3 separate regions of the Sus scrofa genome follow, and all the other regions are linked to region 1. Evidence: chromatin contacts called from public Hi-C and HiChIP or PLAC-seq data. All regions are on one chromosome and are shown on one strand. Each heading gives the region's core, a stretch centred on a gene start, on an enhancer-like site or on the middle of the called end of the contact. The rest is flanking DNA. Distances are from core to core; before and after follow the strand shown.

Region 1 (2,947 bases), core at 270-2,769:
CATAATTGCCATTTTCCCAACAGAGAACATAATGCCTTTTTGACCAAGAGTTTACCTTCCTGAGAGGCCTCTGTTAAGAGTGTTGCCAGCATCAGCAATGTTCCTTCTATGGGCTAGGCTGACCTACATTCTTTCTTTTTTTTTTTTTTTTTTAGGGCTGCACCCTCAGAATATGGAAATTCCCAGGCTAGGGGTCAAATTGGAGCTGCAGCTGCCAGCCACAGCCACAGCCACACTGGGTGGCTTTAACCCACTCAGCAAGGCCAGGGATCAAACATGCATCCTCATGAATAGTAGTCAGGTTCTTAACCTGCTGAGCCACAAGGGGAACACTGGGTCCATGTTCTCCTCCTTTTATTTTATTTTATTTTATTTATTTTGTCTTTTTAGGACCACACCGATGGCATATGGAGGTTCTCAGGCTAGGGTCGAATTGGACCCTAGGCAATACCACAGCCATAGCAACGCCAGATCCAAGCCGCATCTTTGATCTACACCACAGCTCACAGCAACACCAGATCCTCAACCCACTGAGCAAAGCCAGGGATCAAACCTGCATCCCCAGAATACTAGTCAGATTTATTTTTGCTGAGCTACAATGGGAACTCCCAGACCTACATTCTTTTTAAATTTTTTTTGTATTTTCTAGGGCCACTCCCTTGGCATATGGAGGTTTCCAGGCTAAGGGTCCGATCGGAGCTGTAGCTGCCAGCCTACACCACAGCCAGAGCAACGCGGGATCCTTAGCCCACTGAGCGAGGCCAGGGATCGAACCGGCAACCTCATGGTTCCTAGTCAGATTTGTTAACCATTGAGCCACGTCGGGAACGCCAGACCTACGTTCTTTTAATTAAGGAATGTGTTGATTATTTTAGGACATCAAGAGCTAGAGACTAGTGAAAGGGATATTTTTGTTGACTTTTCTTCTCTGTGGAAAGCATTGCTGAGCAGCATTCAGATATGATCTGTGTTGTTTTGCAGCTCTTTACCCCAAATGGGGTTGCTCTAGGACCCCTGACTGGAATGGCCTACATGGTCTTAGGGAGTGAGGACAGAAGTCATTTCTCTGCAGCTCTTGGCCAAGTCCTCTGAATACTATCAAGTTCCTTTGGCTACTACCCCTGGGGATCAAAGTGGAGTGTTCCTCTTTTTGACGTAGGCAGTCCCAGTGGAGAGGCTTCCTCTACAAGAAGATTTAAAGGACAAGTGAGGATAATTTTTAGACAGAGCCATTATTATAGAAATCTTGCATCCACTTCGTGTCCCCTGGTTACGAGAAGCAGAGTCTTCCGGAAGGGTTCATGCAGGGTCACTCACAGCTGTCAAATCCCAGTGGTTTCCCATGAGAAGGAAGAAACCATTAACTGTTGGAGGAGTGTGTGTGTGTGTGTGTGTGTGTGTGTGTTGGGGAGGCGGGGTGTTTGGGTCCATGAAGCAGAACTTGTTTGGGGCTGTCCAGCCCTTTTGCATCAGGTTATGCCAGTAAGAAGAAACACCAAATACTTCCCCTTGAACTGTAAGTGCTCCAGAAATACTGCTACTAGTGAGTCATGCCAGGGTGTAGTCAAAAAGCAACTCTAGACAGGAGAGAAGGAAAGGTGTTGGATTACGCCACGGTTGGAAGTTCCCTTGGCATAAATACTGAGCCTGGGAGCTCAGTCTTACGCTCTGGACTTGGCAGGATCCGGGGTCTCGAACACCATGTCCAGCCCTAAAGTTCCTGGTAAAGATGATCCTTGGAGGGAAGAGTGAACACACAGGTGCTGCAGTCTCCAAAATATGTCCTGGTCTGTCTTCAAAGTCCTCGTGCCAGGAGGGGACCTCTGTACTGTCTATTCTGGCCGCAGCACCTGGCCCGCAGCAGTGACCGACATCTGCTGGCTGGCTGAACATATGGGTGAGTGAGGCTAGACAAGGAGGCTGGAAGTTCCAGTTGCCTCGAGTCCTGCTGCCTGGTCTTCACCAGTGGCCATGCGGTGCTGTAACTCAGCACGGAGGGACCATGTGACAGAGGCTGCTATAGAGCACAGAGGTTCTGAGCTTAGAATCTGGGGTCAGACACATCTGGGCCCTAATCCTGGCTCTGCCACCTGTGTGACCTCAGACCAGTTACTTGGTCTTTTTTTTTGTCCTTTTAGGGCCACACCCTCGGCATATAGAAGTTCCCAGGCTAGAGATTGAATCAAGTCCATAGCCACCAGCCTACGCCACCCACTGCAACGCCAGGTCTGGGCCACGTCTGACCTACACCACAGTTCACGGCAATGCTGGATCCTTAACCCACTGAGTGAGGCCAGGGATTGAACCTGCGTCCTCATGGTTCCTAGTCAGATTCATTTCTGCTGAGCCACATCAGGAACTCCCAGCTACCTGGTCTTTGATTTCCATTTCCTCACATAGAAAGTGGATATAACAAAATCTTCGGGAGTTCCCATTGTGGCTCTGTGGTAACAAACCTGACTAGTATCCATGAGGTTGTGGGTTCGACCCTGGGCCTCACTCAGTGGGTTAAGGATCCAGTGCTGCAGTGAGCTGTGGTGGTGTTGTGACGGTGGCGTAGGCCGGCAGCTATAGTTCCAATTGGACCCCTAGCCTGGGAACCTCCATATGCTGCGGGTACAGTCCTAAAAAGACACGCACAAAAAAACCCTTCCTCATTTGGCCATCAGGAGAATAAGCTAAGATAATGCCTATCAACACTTTTGTTCTGTCCCTAGCACACAGGAAGTTCTCAGTGGGCCCATGTGGGATTCTCTGCATTGGCCGCTGCAATGCTACAGACCTAGAGCGTTAGCCTGGGGGAATGGCACACATCACCGTTTCTGGATAAGGTGGCAGGTTCTGGACCCTGCAGTGTAGGCCGGTGTAGTGCCCTGGCCCTCAGGATTGTTATATGTGTGTGAGTCATGAATTATGAGTGAAAGCCTCTGAGGTCACATGTGTGGGG
Region 2 (2,947 bases), core at 312-2,811, 120 kb before region 1:
ACTATCTTTGAGGGAGACACAGGTCGACCCATCATGGGGGACTTGGAGGCTTCCAGCTCCTCACCTCAGGTCCTAGGTCCGAGGCTCAGAAGCACGCCTCTGCCCTCATGGGCTCATCTGGCTTTGATTGCACACCCCCAGGATGGAGGGGGTCATTGCTGCTGGGACGTGTCTCTCCCTTCCTTTCCTCCTCTTTGACCCCTTAATGCACAGCGGTATATCTTAGTGATGAGGGCTGGCTCTTGGGTTGAGTGCCGGGTAAGAATCACAGCCTTGTGACTTAAAACTCTGTCCTAGCCCTTCCAAAGAGCATGTAGAAGGTGCCCCAACCACTCAATGAACAAATGAAAGATCTTGGGCAAGATGCTCAATTTCACTGAGCCTCATCGATAAAATAGAGATGGCAATGTACCTGCCTCAAGGCGCCTGGGAAACTGGAATGATCGATGTACCTAGTCCAGCCTGGCATATACTAAATGCTTGAGAATATATACTAAATTTCTTGAGAAATGTTAGCTAGAATAATGATATGCTGTGCCGTAGTATAGCACTGGAGTATTAATGAGTTATTGATATCATTAATAATAATAGTAATTCTCCAAAGGGCGTCCATTACCTTTAGAATAAAAACCAAAGTCATTACTATGTCCAACTACGTGTCTCCCCTGCCTGCCCCTCCAGCCTCAGGCGCCTCTTTGTTCAGCCGCCCTGACTCCTGTGTTGACCCTCAGGCACTCCACGTGTGTTCCCATCTTGGCCATTGGCTTTGCTTCCCGTCTTCTTCCACATATCTGCTTAGTTCATTCCCTCGCTTTATTTAGATCTTTGCTCAAAGGTCACTTCTTAAGACCTTCCCTGAATACCCTATTTCAAGTGGCATTCACAGCACTCCTCATCTCTTGTTCTGTTGATTTCTCTATGAGCACTTTCTACTACTGACACTGTATATATGCTTATTCTCTGTCACCCAGATTGTTTGCTCCAAAAGGAGGCTTTGTCTCATTCACTGGAGTAGTGCCTGGCACATAGTTGGGACTTAATAAATATTTATGAGCTGAATGGACTTGTAGAGCAATCCCACACCTATCCAACGCTGTTTTTCATTATGTGTCGATCTGGCTCCTTGCAGCGACTCTAGGACATGGACAAACCAAGTTATTTCACAGATAAGGCAAATGAAACCCAGAGAGGTAAAGCGATTGGCCTAAGCTCATGGAAATAATTACTGAGGGAGCTGGCTCTGCAGGCTCTGGTCTGTGACTCAGCATGTCCCATGCAGACCTGAGCAGCCCAAGGATTCTCTGCTTATCAGTCAACATCATTGCATCATTCACAGATGATGCCAAAACTCTCACTGTCCCTTTTCCCATTGATCAGCATGTTCAATAGGTCCTTGCTGCCTTTCTATGGGACAAGGACACTTGTATCCTTGGGCCAAAGGGATCTTCTCCTGGGAGCCAGCAGAGGGTGCTAGAGAGACAGCATCCCATCCAAGGCCTAATGGGTGGCCTTGTCCTTGGCCAACCTCCTGGACTAAGTCCAGGTAGGGAGGCTGGGAGGACAGCCTGCGGTCTGGGCAGCGTGTGTGACTTCAGTGTCCTCTTGCTGCTCCTCTCTGCTCTGTGCTCAGAAGTCCCTTTCAGGAGAACCCTGGCTCTCTCTGGAGGCTGCTACTAGGAAGGCTGTCTCAAATTCTATTGAGATCAGTGGGAAAGAGCTTTCTGACTCCCTATCCTCCTGGCCCCGCTGCACAGCTGCTGTCCTCCAGCAGCTGCAGGATGAACCCTCATTCAGAAGGGTCGCATGGACTTCGTCCTGCTGTAGAGTTGGAGACATAAGCTCTGTGGAGCCAAGAGGAAGGCGGAATTGGGTTCCCTGCCTGTGCCTGGAAAGCCCTCCCTCAAATGTTTGCCAGGAAAGTGACTCTTAAAAGTCTCAACTTCTTCCAGGATGTTTCCTCCTCTCAGTTCAGGTGGCTCCTTGCTCCCATCTCAGTGTGTCCACCTGCCCCAGGGCCACGGGTTCTGGTCCTGTCTGCTCCCCCGCTGGACAGTGGGCTCCCTGAGGGTTGAGATGGCGCTGGCACAGATGAGGTGCTCACTTGTGTACGTACAAATGAATGACTAATGTCTGGTGAACTGGGTGCTTTGTAATTAAATTGGAGGCACTGGGAAATCTTAAGGCCGGGACAGCCACAACTGAGGAAAAAGTCAAGGATTTTTTATTTTTTTGCTTTTTAGGGCCACACCTCAGTGTATGGGAGTTCCCAGGCTAAGGGTCGCATCAGAGCTGAACTGCTAGCCTACACTACAGCCACAGCCACAAAGGATCTGACCTGCATCTGTGACCTATACCACAGCTCACGGCAACGCCAGATCCTTAACCCACTGATCAAGGTCCGGGATTGAACCCGCAACCTCATGGTTCCTAGTCGGATTCATTTCCTCTGTGCCCCGACGGGAACTCCCCATTCATTTTTAAAAATGGTTCTCTGTGCTTTCTGTGGATCCCCCAAGCTCCAAAATTCCCTTTTGGCTTAATTTGTTCTTTGTAGTGAAGAACCCTCACAGCCTTGGCAGAAAAATGTAGGTTTTCCAACATGGGACATTCAGGCACAGGATGAGGAAGAATAAATAAGCTAGATGAAGGGCACAGAGAGGTGGGTTTAACACTAAGAACAGCAATATTCCAGGCAGAGGAACAGCCTGTGCAAAGGCCTGAAAATAAAAAGAATGTAAAAGGGGGCACACAGTAGATGACTTGGGGCCTTGACTGTTAGATTAAGAATTGCATCTTAGTCTGAAGAAAACTGGGAGCTCCTGAAGGGCAGAGGAAGGATCAGACTTTTATAGAAGACTGCTCTGATGGCAATGTGGAGAATGAGCAAGAGCAAGAGGAAAGGCAGGGAGACCATGTGGAAACCTATGGTGGTCACTCAGGCATGAGA
Region 3 (2,947 bases), core at 130-2,629, 100 kb before region 1:
AACTCCTAAGACTCAAGAAGGTTCTCAAAACACAGGAAAATTGTTTTACTACCTGGAAGTTCTCGGTGTTTGAAGATGCAAGGAAGAACCTACACAGCAATAAACGAAGAGCTAAATGGCTAAGAACTAGTCTTTGAAAAAGCCACACACTACCTCCTTTACAACTAGACACCGAGATCAATAATAGAAAGTCTAACTCTGATACAGAGGCACGTTATGTGGAAAACGTAGTTGTTACTGCCTCCGGGACGAGCAACAGACTACATGAAGGGCTTAACTGAAGTCTTGGGTTCTCACCGCTGCCCATGCTCTGAACTAGGCGCAGAGGGCTCGCGGGAAGACGCGAGGCACCGGGTGCACAGCGCCTGGCACTAGGCAGGCGGAAGACCAGGGCCACAACATGGCAGCAAGAACCTCCACCCAATTTTTTCCCTTCCTGGGAACAAAAGAGCAGTGGATTCCTCCCACCCGGGCCGAGTTAGGAAGTGCTTCCGACAGCCTCCCGGCGAAGCTGCCGGGGGCAAGCCTCGGGGAGGAGCGGAGGCCGCCCCCGCGGCCCAGCGCCCGGCTCTTTGTTCTCAGGCAGGAAGACGGCCTCCTTCCCTCCAGCGGCCCCCTCCCACCCATAAATCCCCGAGGAACTGACAGCCGCCTCACCGCCGCCTCCCCAGCCGACAAAAGCTCAGAAAGCCTCGCTTTCCCTCCTCTCCCGTCACAAGAGAGGCCGCCGGGGCAGGCCCTTCGCTCCCCCACCGCGGGCAGCCCGGCCGCTCTCCCCGCCGGCCCCGGGGCCCCACACACCTCCCCGCCGGGAGCTGGGCTCCGGGACGCCTCCGCCTCGGCTGGTCCCGCGCCAACGGCCGAGCCCTCCCCGCCGGGCCGCGACCCTCCCCACAGCACGCGCGGCCCTGCCACGCTCTCTCCCTGGCCGAACACAGCCGCGCTTCGGCCCGCCCCGGTCCCGCGGGTACGGCCGCCGACAGCCACCGAGACTGTCGGGGGCCGCCGGCTCCTTCTATTCCATCAACAAGGGGAAGAGAAGACAAGGGCGAGGAAGTTCCAGGTGCCCGGAGCGCGGAGGAAACGCTAAAAAAGGGTCGCCCCACCCGGCTCCGCCTGCGTCCGCCATTTTGTACCACTCGAGAAGAAGCGGCCAGGGACGGCGGCCATTTTAGAGCGCTCCACTCGGCGGCGGCGGCGGCGGCGGCAGCGCCAGCGGCGGCTCCACTCACCTTCACCGAGAACTCAGCAGCTGCCGCCGCAGCTGCCTCCTCGGATCCGGTCGTCGGGACGGGGAAGGGAGGGGAAAGGGGAACGGAAAACAAAAAAGGGGGAGGGAAGGGGGAGGAAGGAGTCGGGACCGGCTTGAAACGCTCAGCTCAGAGGAGTCGCTGCTGCAGCCACCACCCGATACTCGCCGCCACCTCCATAGAGCTCCGACTCGCTGCTGGCGCTGAGGCGTGTCTGAAGCCGAACTTATCACTCTAGGGCAGCCGAACCCACCAGAGCCGCCCCGAATGGCTCCTTCGCCACCCAATCAACAGCCGGGCTGATGTTCGCCACCAATCGGCACCCGGCCGTGGGGAGGAGTCACAGAGCCAAGCTCGGTTGCGGCTCGACTCCGCCGCAGTGCGCAAAGCCATATTCGCGAAGGCTCTGAGGCCAAGCCAGTGGCGTAAGGGGAACTGAGCGCGGACGAGTTGCGGACCACTTGCGTAAAGTGGTAGAGCCCTCTGAGTCTGCGTTGGTGTGGCCGCCTGGTCTTCCTCCTGTCTCTTTGTTCCAGGAGTCCGTATCCCATGCTGGAGTTGGACAGTCCCTCTACCTGGTTTTCTCACCAAGAATGTGGGAAGGAAATTTGTCCTTCCACCCGACCCGATTCCTGTCCCTTGCGTGTGCGAGTCTTGATTTTCCTGGCGCCCCCGAGGAGCAGAGATTGCCCTTGGCAGGCTGGGCCTCCCTGGGAGCGGCCTGTAGGGCTGAGGCTCTGCGCCCCGGGGCGCAGCGCCCGGAATGACTGGTCTCCAGGTGCTCATCTTCGGCAGCCTTTGGATGGGGACGCCCGGAGACCAGACGGTGCACCCAAATGCGTTAAGAAAGCTTCCTTCAGCTCCCTATTTAGTCCACCCCCTGCAGAGTGAATGAGAAAGGGATGAAAGGAAGGGTTTTATTGTCTTTGTACCTCACTAGACAAGCAGCTTTCCCCAAGGGAATATCCGGCCAGCGGTGGTACGGGAATACCCAGAATATGCCAGAATTCTTTGGAAGAAGTGTTTGCGGAGCGCGGGCGTCTGGAGGATTTTAATTGCTAGCTCCTGATTTGTTTATTTTTTAAGCACGTTGAAGACTGACAGCTTTATATTTCCATTTTATATAAGGTCTATCCTACAAATAGGATTCGGCTTTTCAAAGCCGTCAAGTTGAACTATTTATACTTCTCAGGTAGTATTTTAAGGGAGAGGTCCAGTAAGATGAAGTATTCCATCGTTTGCGACATTTTAGCTATACAAAAATGGAGTCATGTCTCTATATACTTAAACAGCAGCTCTGTCCCCAGCTTCGTTTTGAACACAAAACGAAGTTCTTGATACAATGTGTGATCAGAAGCAAGAAAGTGTGTGCGCGCGCGCGCGTTTTACCTGAACGACTTTTAAAGAAAATGTCCAATAAAGAGGCAGGATTTTTATAGAGTCAAACTTATATTTGACATGTCAAAACAGCTCTTGAGGCTAAAAGCACCTACTCCTTAATACAATTTTCAAGAGAGGTGCCGGTTTTTCCTAGGACGTTTGCAGCTGATCGTGGAAGGGTGTGGTGAGGCCCTGAAGGTATCTAACACAGTTCTAGCATCTTTAGATCTTTGCCATATATTAGGTTGATCATTCCCCCTCATTATTATATTTTGTTACAATTATTGTTATCAAGCCAATTTCATTTGAACTTTAAC

Evidence for each region. A called contact is a pair of places that touch in the nucleus more often than the background predicts. HiChIP or PLAC-seq counts read pairs in DNA pulled down with a chosen protein or histone mark.
Region 2: a Hi-C map of skeletal muscle shows a contact between it and region 1, with 4 times the contacts expected there. The contact joins two enhancer-like sites. A contact is called at or near these places in 8 of 47 Hi-C or Micro-C datasets (embryonic fibroblasts, omental adipose tissue, skeletal muscle and 1 more) and 2 of 2 datasets of contacts at active chromatin or transcription factors (alveolar macrophages and skeletal muscle).
Region 3: a contact with region 1 is called in an H3K27ac HiChIP or PLAC-seq map of skeletal muscle. The contact joins the promoter of EIF4G2 here to the enhancer-like site in region 1. A contact is called at or near these places in 1 of 5 promoter capture datasets (fetal liver), 3 of 47 Hi-C or Micro-C datasets (embryonic fibroblasts, fetal skeletal muscle and skeletal muscle) and 2 of 2 datasets of contacts at active chromatin or transcription factors (alveolar macrophages and skeletal muscle).

What each region holds. Positions count from the first base shown.
Region 1 is chr2:48,564,268-48,567,214 of Sscrofa11.1, reverse strand. No RefSeq gene overlaps it. Among named protein-coding and RNA genes, the nearest start is that of ZBED5, 59 kb to the left of the region's middle. Within about 2 kb of position 1,519, at least 18 of the 83 cell types and tissues checked have an H3K27ac peak or open chromatin away from gene starts, as enhancers often do. A contact at or near this core is called in alveolar macrophages, embryonic fibroblasts, fetal skeletal muscle and 1 more, where this site is marked.
Region 2 is chr2:48,681,730-48,684,676 of Sscrofa11.1, reverse strand. No RefSeq gene overlaps it. Among named protein-coding and RNA genes, the nearest start is that of EIF4G2, 17 kb to the right of the region's middle. Within about 2 kb of position 1,561, at least 23 of the 83 cell types and tissues checked have an H3K27ac peak or open chromatin away from gene starts, as enhancers often do. A contact at or near this core is called in alveolar macrophages and skeletal muscle, where this site is marked.
Region 3 is chr2:48,665,022-48,667,968 of Sscrofa11.1, reverse strand. EIF4G2 (eukaryotic translation initiation factor 4 gamma 2) reads right to left here and starts at 1,379. Exons shown (of 22, transcript XM_021083319.1): 1 at 1,233-1,379. The coding sequence starts at 1,379.